Linked DNA regions of Astyanax mexicanus: region 1 is linked to region 2. A link is a contact called in public Hi-C data. All regions are on one chromosome and are shown on one strand. The core of a region is the stretch at or near the end of the contact, and the rest is flanking DNA. Distances in the headings are between cores, read along the strand shown.

Region 1 (6,321 bases), core at 377-2,876, 170 kb before region 2:
TAGGGTCCCCTTTTTTTCCAACTGCATTAACATTTTGTGATTCTGGAGTCAGCTTATTCTTATCAGCTTGATTTTTACTGTCCTCCGGGTCGCTGATGGTCTGCCCCTTTACATCCACATCTGAGATGTTTTCTGGGTTTGCTTCAGAAATGGGTAAAGGGGAACCTGGGAAAAAAACATAGCAAGGTTTAAGAGTTTGGGGTCAGCAGCAACAATTATTGAAAGAAGAAAATTAAAGTGTTAAATCCTTCCTTTATAATGTACATCCAGATCTATGCTTTAGGTATAGAGTCAGGATACTATATATATATATATATATATATATATATATATATATATATATATATATATATATATATATATATATATGTGTATATATAACTTCTGAGTTTAAGTACAAACAATCACACCAAATTTCCGATACTCTTGCTGTAAGATAAAACTATATTTTATATTACAGGTAAAGTTACTGGCACAAAAAAAATATCTGTAGGATACAAAACACTTTTTCTATTTCAGGAACTGGTACAGAAAGCCACATCAAACAAAGTGAAATGTCCATAATGACAGATTATAAGGAAATACTTCACCAAATTGTAACAGTTTTTATATATTGGCTTATAATCATATAAGCCATATAATCATATAAGCCAGTTTATAAAACAGCACTTATTAAAAAATGTTGTTTAACTGATGTTTAAGTTTTTGGAGGTTCAATTACAATGAAGTATAACAGATTTTTTGCTTAGCAATTCATTCCATGTTTTAAGTAGAATTAAAAAGTACTTCTATACAAACCCCAAATCTATAGTTAAGCTAAGTCAAAGCTAATCATGTCTGCAGTGTAATGTATTCAAATGGTAAAATACTGATTCAGATTACCTTCAAAGCAACAGCTCAAGCTTTGAAGCTGAGACCACAAAATAATGTAATATTGACACACCTTTAGCAATGTGTATATAATAAATCTAATGGTATTCAGGAAGTGAAAGTAAATGTGGGCCTGTTCTGAAAGCATTAGATCCTTCCTATTATTTTCATGTAACACCGAACACCTTTGGTACTCTTCTAAACTAAACAATGACAACAGAAAGATAGGAGCCGATATGAACAGATATGAACCGATATGAAACGATATGAACCAATATGAACAGGAACGATATGAACCGATATGAACAGGTATAAACAGATTAACACATAAGAACTGATACTAACACATAAGAACTGATATTAACACATAAGAACCGATAATTACTGTATGTATATGTGTGTTCGTATGTATGTGTAACGTTACTGTGTGTGTGTGTATGTATGTAGGTGTGTGTGTATGTGTATGTATCTGTGTACGTGTATTTTGTGTATGTATGTGTGTGTACGTATGTATGTGTAACGTTACTGTGTGTGTATGTATGTGTGTGTGTGGTGTGTTAGCGGGCAGGCTCTCGGGTTAGACTCACCCTGAGCTGTGTAGAGGCAGGTTAGTATCAGGATCAGCGCTGTTATCCTCATGGTGAGTTTCTACCTGAGACTGAAACACTTTCTCTACAGTAACGGAGAATAAACGAGAGAAATATCCGCTTCTGTCAGCGACGCAACGTCACACTCCGCCGTGTGTTTTATGTAAATGAGGAGGCGGGGCCTGGTGACATTTCGCTTTCTCGTTGGACGCTGTGCGACACGACTTTTATTCTATAAAAGCACATATTTACAAACGATTATAAACTTGTGAACAATTTTATACAAATATTAGTATCCTAAACCAGAAAATACAAATATTAAGAATATTTAATCATATTTCAATTATTTTGTATAAAAAAAAATAAAAAAAACATTTTTAGGAAACTTATTTTGGAAAAAATGGTTCACATGTTGTCGCTTTAAAGGAGGGCCGGTGTTCTCCGTGCTACCCTAGTAGTATATTTAACTTTAGATGCAAAAGAAGGACCACATTAGAGCATGTTCAGCGGAAGTCTATGTAAACCTTTGAAGAGCATAAATCCCTGTATCATTGTACAGTTTGTATAGTTGTGGCAGTGAGAGGTCATTACAAATTACTTTTGTATTTTTTAAAATAATAATAATAATAATAATAATAATAATAATAATAATAATAATAATAATAATAATAATAATAATAATAGTAATAATAAGCGAGTCCATGTTGATTAATGCACACAATACATAAAAAAGATTTATTATAAAAAAACACAAGAAACAACTGTAAGTCAGCGCATGCGGAGTGCCGTTAGGAAGCACGTATCGATGGGTAGCATAACTCGACGGAACATCCGGAAAAAATCAGGATATTTATTATGTATTGCTTTGTATAAATCAGCAATTTTAGAAGCGAAGAAAAACAAAGTGAAGCGATTAAATTTCAAGTAATTTAGTAACATTTATATTTATCCATTCTTCATTAATTTTACACATAGCTTTAAATAACATTTTATTCATAAATAGATTAGATTAGATTAGATTTAATGTATTAAAATGTATTTAAGTTGTATATGAATTAGAATTATACATTTCGTATACATTTTACAAAGTATGTACATTTTTTTTATATATATCACATGTGAATCACTGTCACACATATTCGTTAGTGTGTAAACTTCGGTAATATTTTGTACGTAGTTAATTACATTAAATCCTCATTAAATCAGAATTATTTAATATACAAAACATATGGGGAAAAGCGTTATGATACAAAAGGCTACCATTTAACATTTGTACTTGTTAAAAATGGTATGCATGTAGTATTGTCAAAGAAGAGCTTTTTCGCTAAATATATCTCGGAACCACATAATTAAATTCTACTTTTGGGTCCAGAAGTGAGAAGAAAGCTGGCAGCTCCTCACACTGAAGTGTAGTGTTCATCCAGGAGGGGGAGACAGAGGCCAGTGTAAATGTGAACGCTCCTCTGCTGTGGTGCTGTGTGCTTCAGTAGTGCTGAAGGCAGTTTTCAGACCTATCATTGCCCTTACTGTTACTTTTTATTTAGGACAACTTAACCAAATATCTGACTGCCTCAAGGCCTGCAACTGTAACCATCCTCTAAAATAACATCCTTCAACAGAAGTCAAAATTACACACATGAACTTCATCAAGCCCTTCTGAGAGACAGCGCAAAATGTAGGCCCCGCCACACGAAAATAGAACCCTTTATTATGTGTTTAGTTCAGTCTAAGTATACACACCCACACTCACACACAAACACACACAAATAACTTTGTATTTGTGATTTTTGGGGAATTGCCTGCCCAATCCTTGGTTCATTTTGTGATCAAAGTGTGGAAGGATTTTATACAAAAGTATAAAAGTATGAGTGACATAAAATGTAACACATTTGACGTGTCCTTCACAACACTATATGTGCACATTTCACATAAAGCCTGCCTACAGTAGGCTTTATGTCTGTCCTAGACTAATATAAATACACTTTACCTTGAAAAATTATGATTTTTTAATACCATTAGTTTTTTTTTTTTGCATTAATATGGGAAGCTATGTAATGTCTCATATTTGAGACACCCTGAAGTGTCTCTTCATGAACCATCAAGGTTCAACGTCTGACACACACTCACATCTAAAGACAAGTCAAAAGCTAAGATTTTACAAAGACTGGGGATCACAAACTGCAAGACTGCAACTAGATTCTTTCTGAGATTATTTCCCATCATGCTTCTGGTGGAATTTACATACAATACATATTACATATTAAGTTACAAATAATATGTATATCAACACTGTATTTTATCAGAGACTCTCAACTTTTGTCCCCATCAACAGTTTATTTTTCTGCCTCACTGTTAGTTCTTAATATGTTTTAATAGAATATATTTTGTGTTCAACTCTGCCTATAAGACCATTTTCCCCCCGTTTTTTGCTGCAACCTTGTATAGTAAAGAATTACAGTTTCACTGCTATACATAACAGTGCACAATAAAACAAACTAGTGCAAAATAAAATAATTTAAATATAATGACTTTAAAGTGCTTCCTGCGTTTAAAATACTGTACATATTAAAGTAAGAACCATATAAGGCATATTAACTGCAAAATGTGTGTCCTTTTTTAAATTGTTTGTAAACAGTCATGTAATATATTCTTGCCTTACGGCTTCCCGTAGCTCTTCTGTTGGCTGTTGACATTGTTCAGGTCACTATTTGCGTGAGTCGAGTCTCAAGTCTTACAATAATATTAAGGACAGTTGATTTTATCTGAACGCCAGGACAAGAAAAAGACAGAGTTAAACCTTCAGTCCAAACCACCTCACACTGAACGATCGAGATGATGCGACCGCAACTCCACTCTATGAAATACTCTCATCATTTTATCCCGACACTGGACATTTTCTACGACAGTGAAATTGCTTGGGCGTGGGGTCTACATGAGTTAAATTGGCACTATACCAAGGTGCACTTTCTTTTTTGCACCAAACAGCAAATTCCCCCTTTTTCTCTTATTTTTAGACATACAAATGGTCCATTTTAAAATTACGATTACATTTTAAGTATGGAAAGATTTGACTTATCATTCAACTCTGTTATAAACCATTAAAACCATTAGTTAACAGGCTTAACAGAATCCAAGTGACATTTTGCACAATTGTGTGCCATAGCTTGATGATACACACATGTATACTTTAATTCAGGTTCCATACTACCCGTCTAAAAACTGAATTTTATGTTTTTTTTCTATACATTATTGTTTATAAAAATTTAATGGGAGATTCACTCTATATAAAAAAGACTAATAATTTCTTTTTCCATTAGTACTGTTTGCAGATTGTATGCAGTTTTATATTAAATGTAACTGAATTGAAAATAAAATCAGGACAGAAATAAAACATATTTTTTAAAGACTGAAATAAATGATTTAATATAAAATCGATTACAGCAGGTTACATTTAAGAACTGTTAATAGAGTAAACACAAAAATGAATTAATTAATTCAAGCTTGATGTCTAAATCAGGCAAAGACACTCACATCTGTGTGCTGGAAATCATTTATTCAAAATTGTGTGAATAAAATGTGTCTTAAATATACATGAAATCATATTAATAGTGAAAAAGTTAAATGATATATACTGAATGAATAATATACAAAATGGATTTTGTACAAATCACTTTTTGTAACAAAAGTAAGAAATAACAAAAGGTTTATGTGGGAGACCAACATGTTCCTGCAATTCTAGATAGACCCATATACTGGATATGTACAGTATGTTCTACTATGTGTATAGATTTTTAGTTTTGGCAATACAATAAAATGTACTTTTAACGTTTTCACAATGTTAATATTCGGATGGCTGAGAATGTTATGTGAGAAACGTTCTAATAATGCTGTGATGCAAATCATTATTTAGTCACATGTTTTCAAATCATTCCTGGAACATTATTTCTGCACTGTTACAGAATAACCTTCCTGGAAGCTTTTAAAAACGTTGATAAACGTTCTTATAACGTTCTCTGTCAGCTGGGTAGATTATATAGTTTCAATTATTTTCAGTAAGCAAGTTTAAATAAAAAGGCCTTCTAAAGTGCATGCAGTGTTCATCACCTTTTTTTTCTTTTCTTAGTTGCTTATATTGCACTAAAAATGCTGCTGCACTTGTACCTTTGTCTGCATTTTTTTATATGATTCCAGAAAGCGACTGCATTAAAACAATGTGGATCTCAGACATCAGAATTGAATTATTTGTGCATATTAATTCAACATTATGTTTTTTAAATGTATTCTTTGTTTTAAACTGTACTTAAACTAAATTTGTATATCTTGTTTGTATTCTATTTGTATAGCCAGAACTGAGTTTTTGCAGTGTAAAAAAGGGACATTTAAATATGAATTATTAATATTAATATTATTTTTTTGTGGGAAGCACCTTTCATCTAAAAACATTGTGAGTGAAGATTTAGAGCTCCAACCTTTTAAAAGCTTTAAATGAACATTTGATTCAATGTTAGAATTTCAACATTAACCGATACCTATAAGCTCGGACTATGTATCTGGGTCTTTGAGTATACTCATCTTTGTATCATATTTTATCTATACTATATATGCAACAATAATACAACTCCTAAACAGCATTATTCACACAGCAGTATGTTTTTTTTTTTTGTTGTCGAGATGTAGCAATGATTTCTCCTAATGTGCTAAAATTCAATTAGCATTTAATGTTAATTTACCATATTTTTAAAAATTAAATTTTATATGTGTAAATCTAATTTTTTGTAGATTTAATGATAAAACCTAATACAGAATGGTTGTTGTTTTTATTTAGTTATAAGAGCTGAACTTTACCTCAGACAGGCTTTACCTC
Region 2 (6,308 bases), core at 711-3,210:
GTTTCCCCTCTCTCTCTCTCTCTCTCTCTCTGTAGTCTGTGGGAGCCAGAGCTCAGCGTCGCTCTGCTCCCCCTCACTCGCGCTTACTCTCTCTATCCAGTGAATGAGTGAGTGTGTGTGAGCAGCGTGAGGTTCACGGCTGCTCTCCTTTGTTTACCTTTTTGTTTGTCGACCTCGGTTGCTCGTTTTCCCCCAACGGAACCACAGCCCAGTCCACAACCACCTTATACAGTCCTCGTTCAGCCGTTTTTGTTTTCTATCTCTTCCCTGGTTTATGAGACGTAGGTCTCTGCAGCTCGGAGTACTGGTCGTGTCGAAAGGTGTGGGCGCGTCGAAAGGTAGTTGTCAGCGTGGCCGCCATTTTGGAGTCGGCAATCCTGCGCCCCCAGTAGATTAATTTACACTGAGGAAGGAGTTTAATAAAACTATATTAATCGTAACTACTCCGGTCTGCAGAGACCTATACTTGGTTTATAAGCGGCGGCCAAGCTTCTCTGGCCAGTTTTGTTAACTTTGCCTCTGCTCATGCTCAGTGCAAGTTCGTTTCCACCCTTTCTCCGGTCTCCACCCGTTTTCGGGTCTTTGTTATCCGCCCATTTTCTGTTGCCCGTTTTCAGATTTTTGTTTTCCGCCCGTTTTCGTGTTTTTGTTTTACATCTGTATTGAGGGGTTCCCGTCGAGTTTTTACCTGCTTTGTATTCTGTTGCTCTGCACTTGGGATCTACAACCTTCTGGGCTGGAGAGCTACTGCTCCCCACCCATTACCACATTTTTATTTTTATAACCTTGCCGAATGTCTATGCAGTGTAAACGAAAGACTGACAGAGATGTGTCTGCAAATGTTTAAAAAAAAGCAGATAAGGTGATAAGGTCAAGAAGAAGGGCAAGTCAGTCAGATCAGTTGCGAAGCCTCATGGGATATGCCATACACGCAGCAAATACTGCAAATCACTGCAAGTGTAGGTTACAGAAACGGCAACAAAGTTTTCTCTGAGGTGCAGGAGGAAGTGCTGGTTGACTATTTGACTCAGCAGACCTGTATTATAGACTCACTCTACGTGAGGTAGGCATATGACAGGTTAGTCACTGGAGAGCAGAGAAGAATTTAAAACTAATGTGGATGTCAGACAAATTGAAAAACTTTGTCTATGTACCCAGGTTTTCTATTCCACTTTATTTTAGATCAGAAAGTTTGCATATAAACTGGCAGAAGTATATACCTTTAAACACCCACAAACATGGGATGAGAAGCAGATGGCAGGGCCTGACTGGTTAACATTCTTTATGAATAGTATATTTGCATACACCTCAAATGTACTGAGTAACACAAAAGTAACACAATAGTTACTTTTATAGTGGAGTAACTCAGTTAGTAACTATTAACTATAACGAATTACTTTTTCAAAGTAACGTGCCCAACACTGACGGTATCCTAACTGAATTAGGTTGAATTATTGATTTTTTTATTTATTATGATATTAAAAATTACAAGAATTCTATCAGATTTGTAACAAAAGTCAATGATCCAGAATGTCATTATACTAATAATGCACTCCAAATGTCTAAATCTCAATTTATCCAGGATTAAAGTAAAATAAATGATACTGGACAGATATAATCTGTCTCTAGTAAACATATAAGGGAAATGGTAACAGTGTAAATTTTTCTTTTGCTGAAAACAGTAAAAAAAATAGTAATGTTACCCTGATGTGATAATTAAGGGAGGGTGATATGGCATGATATTTTAGAGTATAATATCGTTCACGATATTAAAAAATGTTGGCAATATTTCTGTACGATATGACATGACACACCCATAATTTTGAATTAAAATCCCTGACTAGCATACCATCTATTATTAGTGCTACACGGATGTAGAAAACTACATTTCCCAGCAATCCGCCTCAAATCTCGCGCTCAAGCTCTCGCAGGCCTTGTTGGTCTCCTGGCATCGCGAGAGTATCCTGTCGCTCTCCAGTACCCCACGAAAAAGCTGTCAGTGAGAGCAGAGCAGGGGGAGAATTACAGAAATCAGCCCGCGGTCGTGTAAACGAGTGTGTAAATGTTTAAAGGCTCGGCTGTGCTGCGGTGTCGATTCGCGGGCTGGAAGTGAAACGAGGGGAAAGAGCCGCAGCGTCTCCCATTCAAACCGCCCAGCCGGGCCGAGCGGACTGACTGACTGACTGACACACAGCACAGGGAGACGCACCGGGCTGCTGCTGCTGCTGAAACACAGCGAGCTAATGGCGTTGAAAAGGATCCAGAAGGTGAGTTAGGAGGCTGGTTATCAGCCGGGGGGAGAATGGCAGAGCCGTGGTCGGGCTTCTTCACGCCCACGGTCGAGTTTTCAGGCTGGTTTAAGGTCTCGGTTGGTGCTGCTAAGAGTGGAGGAGATGGAGGAGGTGGTGTGAAAAGCAGCCTCATCTAAAGACAAAGACGAATGGTGGATGAAGGCTCGCCATCCTTCGACCTGATTTGTTGTTATTTTTTATTTTGGGGCATTTGTAATGTTTATTTTAATCCGCACAGATTGATGGTCTAAATCTGTATATTGTTGCTACTCGCTATTAGCTGTATCTGTGTTGTTATGATAAGGTTTGTGCTGTAATCTGTGCTCACATAACGCAACACAGGCAATACATACCACAATACATGGTGGTGGAGGAGGGAGAGAGAGGGGGGGGGGCTGTCTTTATTCTGCCTTTGACTCAGCTAGCTAGATTGTTGTTTGTGTGTGTGTGTGTGTGTGTGTGTGGGGACAGTGCACTTCAACTTATGCGAGTGTAAAAATGCAGTCAGTGTGTGTGTCTGTATACAGCGCTGGGAAAAAAAGAGACCACTTAAAAACGATGAGTTTCTTTGAGTTTACCAAATTGAAAACCTCTGGAATATAATCAAGAGGAAGATGGATGATTCCAAGCCATCAAACCAAGCTGAACTGCTTGAATTTCTGCACCAGGAGTGGCATGAAGTTATTCAAAAGCAGTGTGTAAGACTAGTGGAGGAGAACATGCCAAGATGCATGAAAACCAGGGTTATTTCACCAAATATTGTTTTTTGAATTCTTAAAACTTTATGAATATGAACTTGTTTTCTTTGCATTATTTGAGGTCTGAAAGCTCTGCATAATTTTTTTGTTATTTCAGCCATTTCTCATTTTCTGCAAATAAATGCTCTAAATTACAATATTTTTATTTGGAATTTGGGAGAAATGTTGTTTATAGAGTAAAACAACAATGTGCATTGTACTCAAACATATACCTAAATCAGAGAAACTGATTCAGAAATTGAAATGGTCTCTCAATTTTTTCCAGAGTTGTGTGTATATATGTATATAAATAAATAAATATATATATATATATATATATATATATATATATATATATATATATATATATATATATATATATATATATATATTGTGTGTGTGTGTGTTTGCTGGAAAGGGAATGCAGCTACAGCAGCAGTAGCAGCAGCTGCTCCAAGCTGCCAAACACTGAATGTCAGTGTATCCATATATGGCTTGGCAAATAGGGCACTGGGACAGTGGAGGGTATTTTTAACAGATTTACCACGCTGCCTCATAGACACCATCCTTCAATGCAGAATTACATCCAGTGTTAAAGAAGTGCTTCACTGGAAAATGCAGTTTGCACACATTGCTCTCAAACACAAATACAGTAAACCTGTGGTGGGCCTAGGCTTCACTCCCTGTAGTTCTGAACAGCACTTAAGGAGGAGTTATGTGAATGTGAAGAGAAATGGAATGGAAGTCTATGGGTTTAAGTATATAATAAAATATATACTTATTGTATATAATATATACTTATACTTATGTATATACTACATTGGGTGATGTAGTAAAAATATTATATTATGATATTTATAGACAATTTAACAATATACAATATTTATTACAATGTTTTGACATGAAGACAAAATGCAGATTGGCCGATTCCTTAAAACTTGTATTCAAATACTCTGTCATGCATTCTACAGTAAATTTTGTTATGTTTTTGCTGCACATTATCCAGTGAAACAGGATTTTTACAGTTGGGCCAGTTTACTTTTTTAAGCCCTGATAAAATTATATATCGTGCTGTTTTAAGCATAAAAAAATAAGAACATTTATCACTATGATAAAATAGTGTCTATTGCAAACCATTGATTGTACATAATCAATAGAGCTTTGCAACACCGGATCTTGACCTTTCCAATATGGTGGATGTGTAGACACTGTGTATACAAAATTTGTTCTATTTTTCCAGAGTATAATTTTCAAAGTCATTTGCTGGATGGGTTGTATCCGTGCCAAATAAAATACTTTTAATAATTACATTTTTAATCATTAGGTAAAAATATGATAATGAATTAATAATGTAATACATACATCTTGTTCTGTCATGTTTAATTTAACACAGGGCGTCCAGTGGTGAAGCAGTCTAAAGTGAAACCACTCTGATCGGGAGATCGCTGGTTCAAATCCTAGTTATGCAGCTCGCCATCAGCTGGCGGAGCTCTGAAAGAGCACAATTGGCCTTGCTCTCTCTGGGTGGGTAGATGGCACTCTCTCCCCACATCACTCCAAAGGGTGATGTCAGTCAGCACAAGGCACAAATCTGTGAGCTGATGTATAGGAACCAAGTCGCTGCGCTTACCTCCGAGAGAGCTGGCTACTCAGAAATGTATGAAAAGGGGTGGTGGTGGACTTTACATGTATTGGAGGAGACATGTGCAAGTCTTTTCCTCTCCTTGTCTTGGGGCATCACTTGGAATGGGGGACATACAGCAGAATAGCAGCTGAATGGATGGGACAGTTGGCCTAGCTCATTTGAGAGAAAAATGGGGGGGAATAAATGTTAAATATAACGGTTTACAAATTTGTACATCATGAACAGGAGTTATTTGATGTTGAATGAGTAATACACTGTCCAAATTGATGTTTTAATTCAGTAAACACAATAATCCTACCAGTATAGGAAATTCCACCACTAAGGAACACCCACACCTGTATAAACTGTGAGGTGTTATCTTGTGAGTGAGGCTGAACACAAGGTGACCGTGCAAGCCACATCCAAACACATTCAGATCCATATTCAATGGTGAAATCTACATAAAAATATACATACACAGGTCAGTGTAGCATTCTTTCACTTCTGTAGGATTTGTCAAATGTCATTGGACAAAAGATTTTCTGTGTGTATTTAAGTTATGTACATAACTAAAATAGTACATGTGTATTTGTTTACCGGTACAAGTGGATCTTGAATTTCCAATATGGTGAATGTGCAGGATCTGTCTTATAGTGTACACTTTTATCATGTTTTTTTCTACCAAATGTTTATTATTTAAGTTATTTATTGGATTGTTGTACTTCTGTCAAATAGTACCTCCAAGGCACATGCATAATACATATACAAAATATATATTTTAAGGAAGTCTAGTCAGATATTAATTTGTGGTGCAAAAAATAACAAAATAATAATGTAAGGAAAACATGATATGTTGCCTCCTTTTAGATTGTTGGCTCTTTTTTAGGATTTTCTAGGATTTTGTTACATTTTCATTTGACAACCTGATATTTTATTGTTGTTGTAATAATGTAAACAAAACATAACACATATCTTTTGAGGTATTATTTTTTAATGCAGTGGTCAGTAGGGCTGCAAAGATTAGTCAATATAATCGACAATGTTGATTATTAAAATATGTTGAATACAATTTTCATTGTCCACTACCAAAATAATCATTAGTTGCAGCCCTAGTGCTCAGTGGCTGCCGAAATACTCAGGGACAGAACAGCTGGTGAACCGGTGTCAGGGTCATGGCCATCCAAGGGTCATTGGTGGAGGTTGGGAACAAAGGCCAAACCAGTGACAGATAAGAATAAGAACTAGTGCTAATTATAACTAATTATATATGAGTGTATGGAATATAAATTTGATATTTATACAGGCTGAGCTCACCAGCTGTTCTCAGGATCTTCTATATGAGATGTGTGAGCTGTTCCTGAGCAGCTGAGTGAGCTGTGTTTGAACCTGTTGTATGTTTGGGTCATTTCAAATGTTAAAGCTGAGAAGGAAGCAAGGACACCAGAGCTGGAAATAGCAACCTTCAGTGGACGGTGGATGTTTCTAGAACTGGACATGTCCACTGTAGCTCTCGCAGGAACTACTGGAAACACAATCTGATCCTTTTTACACCCCAAACTAAATCTTAAATAAAGTAAAATCTTAAATAAAGAGGGGTAAATTTTTAGGTGCATTAGTAAAAGCTGTAGTTTTATGTATAGTAAGTAATTACTATAT

Evidence for each region. A called contact is a pair of places that touch in the nucleus more often than the background predicts.
Region 1: a Hi-C map of muscle shows a contact between it and region 2, with 11 times the contacts expected there. The contact joins the promoter of tgoln2 here to the promoter of ube2d4 in region 2. A contact is called at or near these places in 2 of 3 Hi-C or Micro-C datasets (both in muscle).

The regions. Positions count from the first base shown.
Region 1 is chr12:27,741,666-27,747,986 of AstMex3_surface, reverse strand. It overlaps tgoln2 (trans-golgi network protein 2), which reads right to left and starts at 1,626. Exons shown (of 4, transcript XM_022670531.2): 1 at 1,458-1,626; 2 at 1-165. The coding sequence starts at 1,509.
Region 2 is chr12:27,575,817-27,582,124 of AstMex3_surface, reverse strand. It overlaps ube2d4 (ubiquitin-conjugating enzyme E2D 4 (putative)), which reads left to right and starts at 1,960. Exons shown (of 7, transcript XM_022670532.2): 1 at 1,960-2,267. The coding sequence starts at 2,244.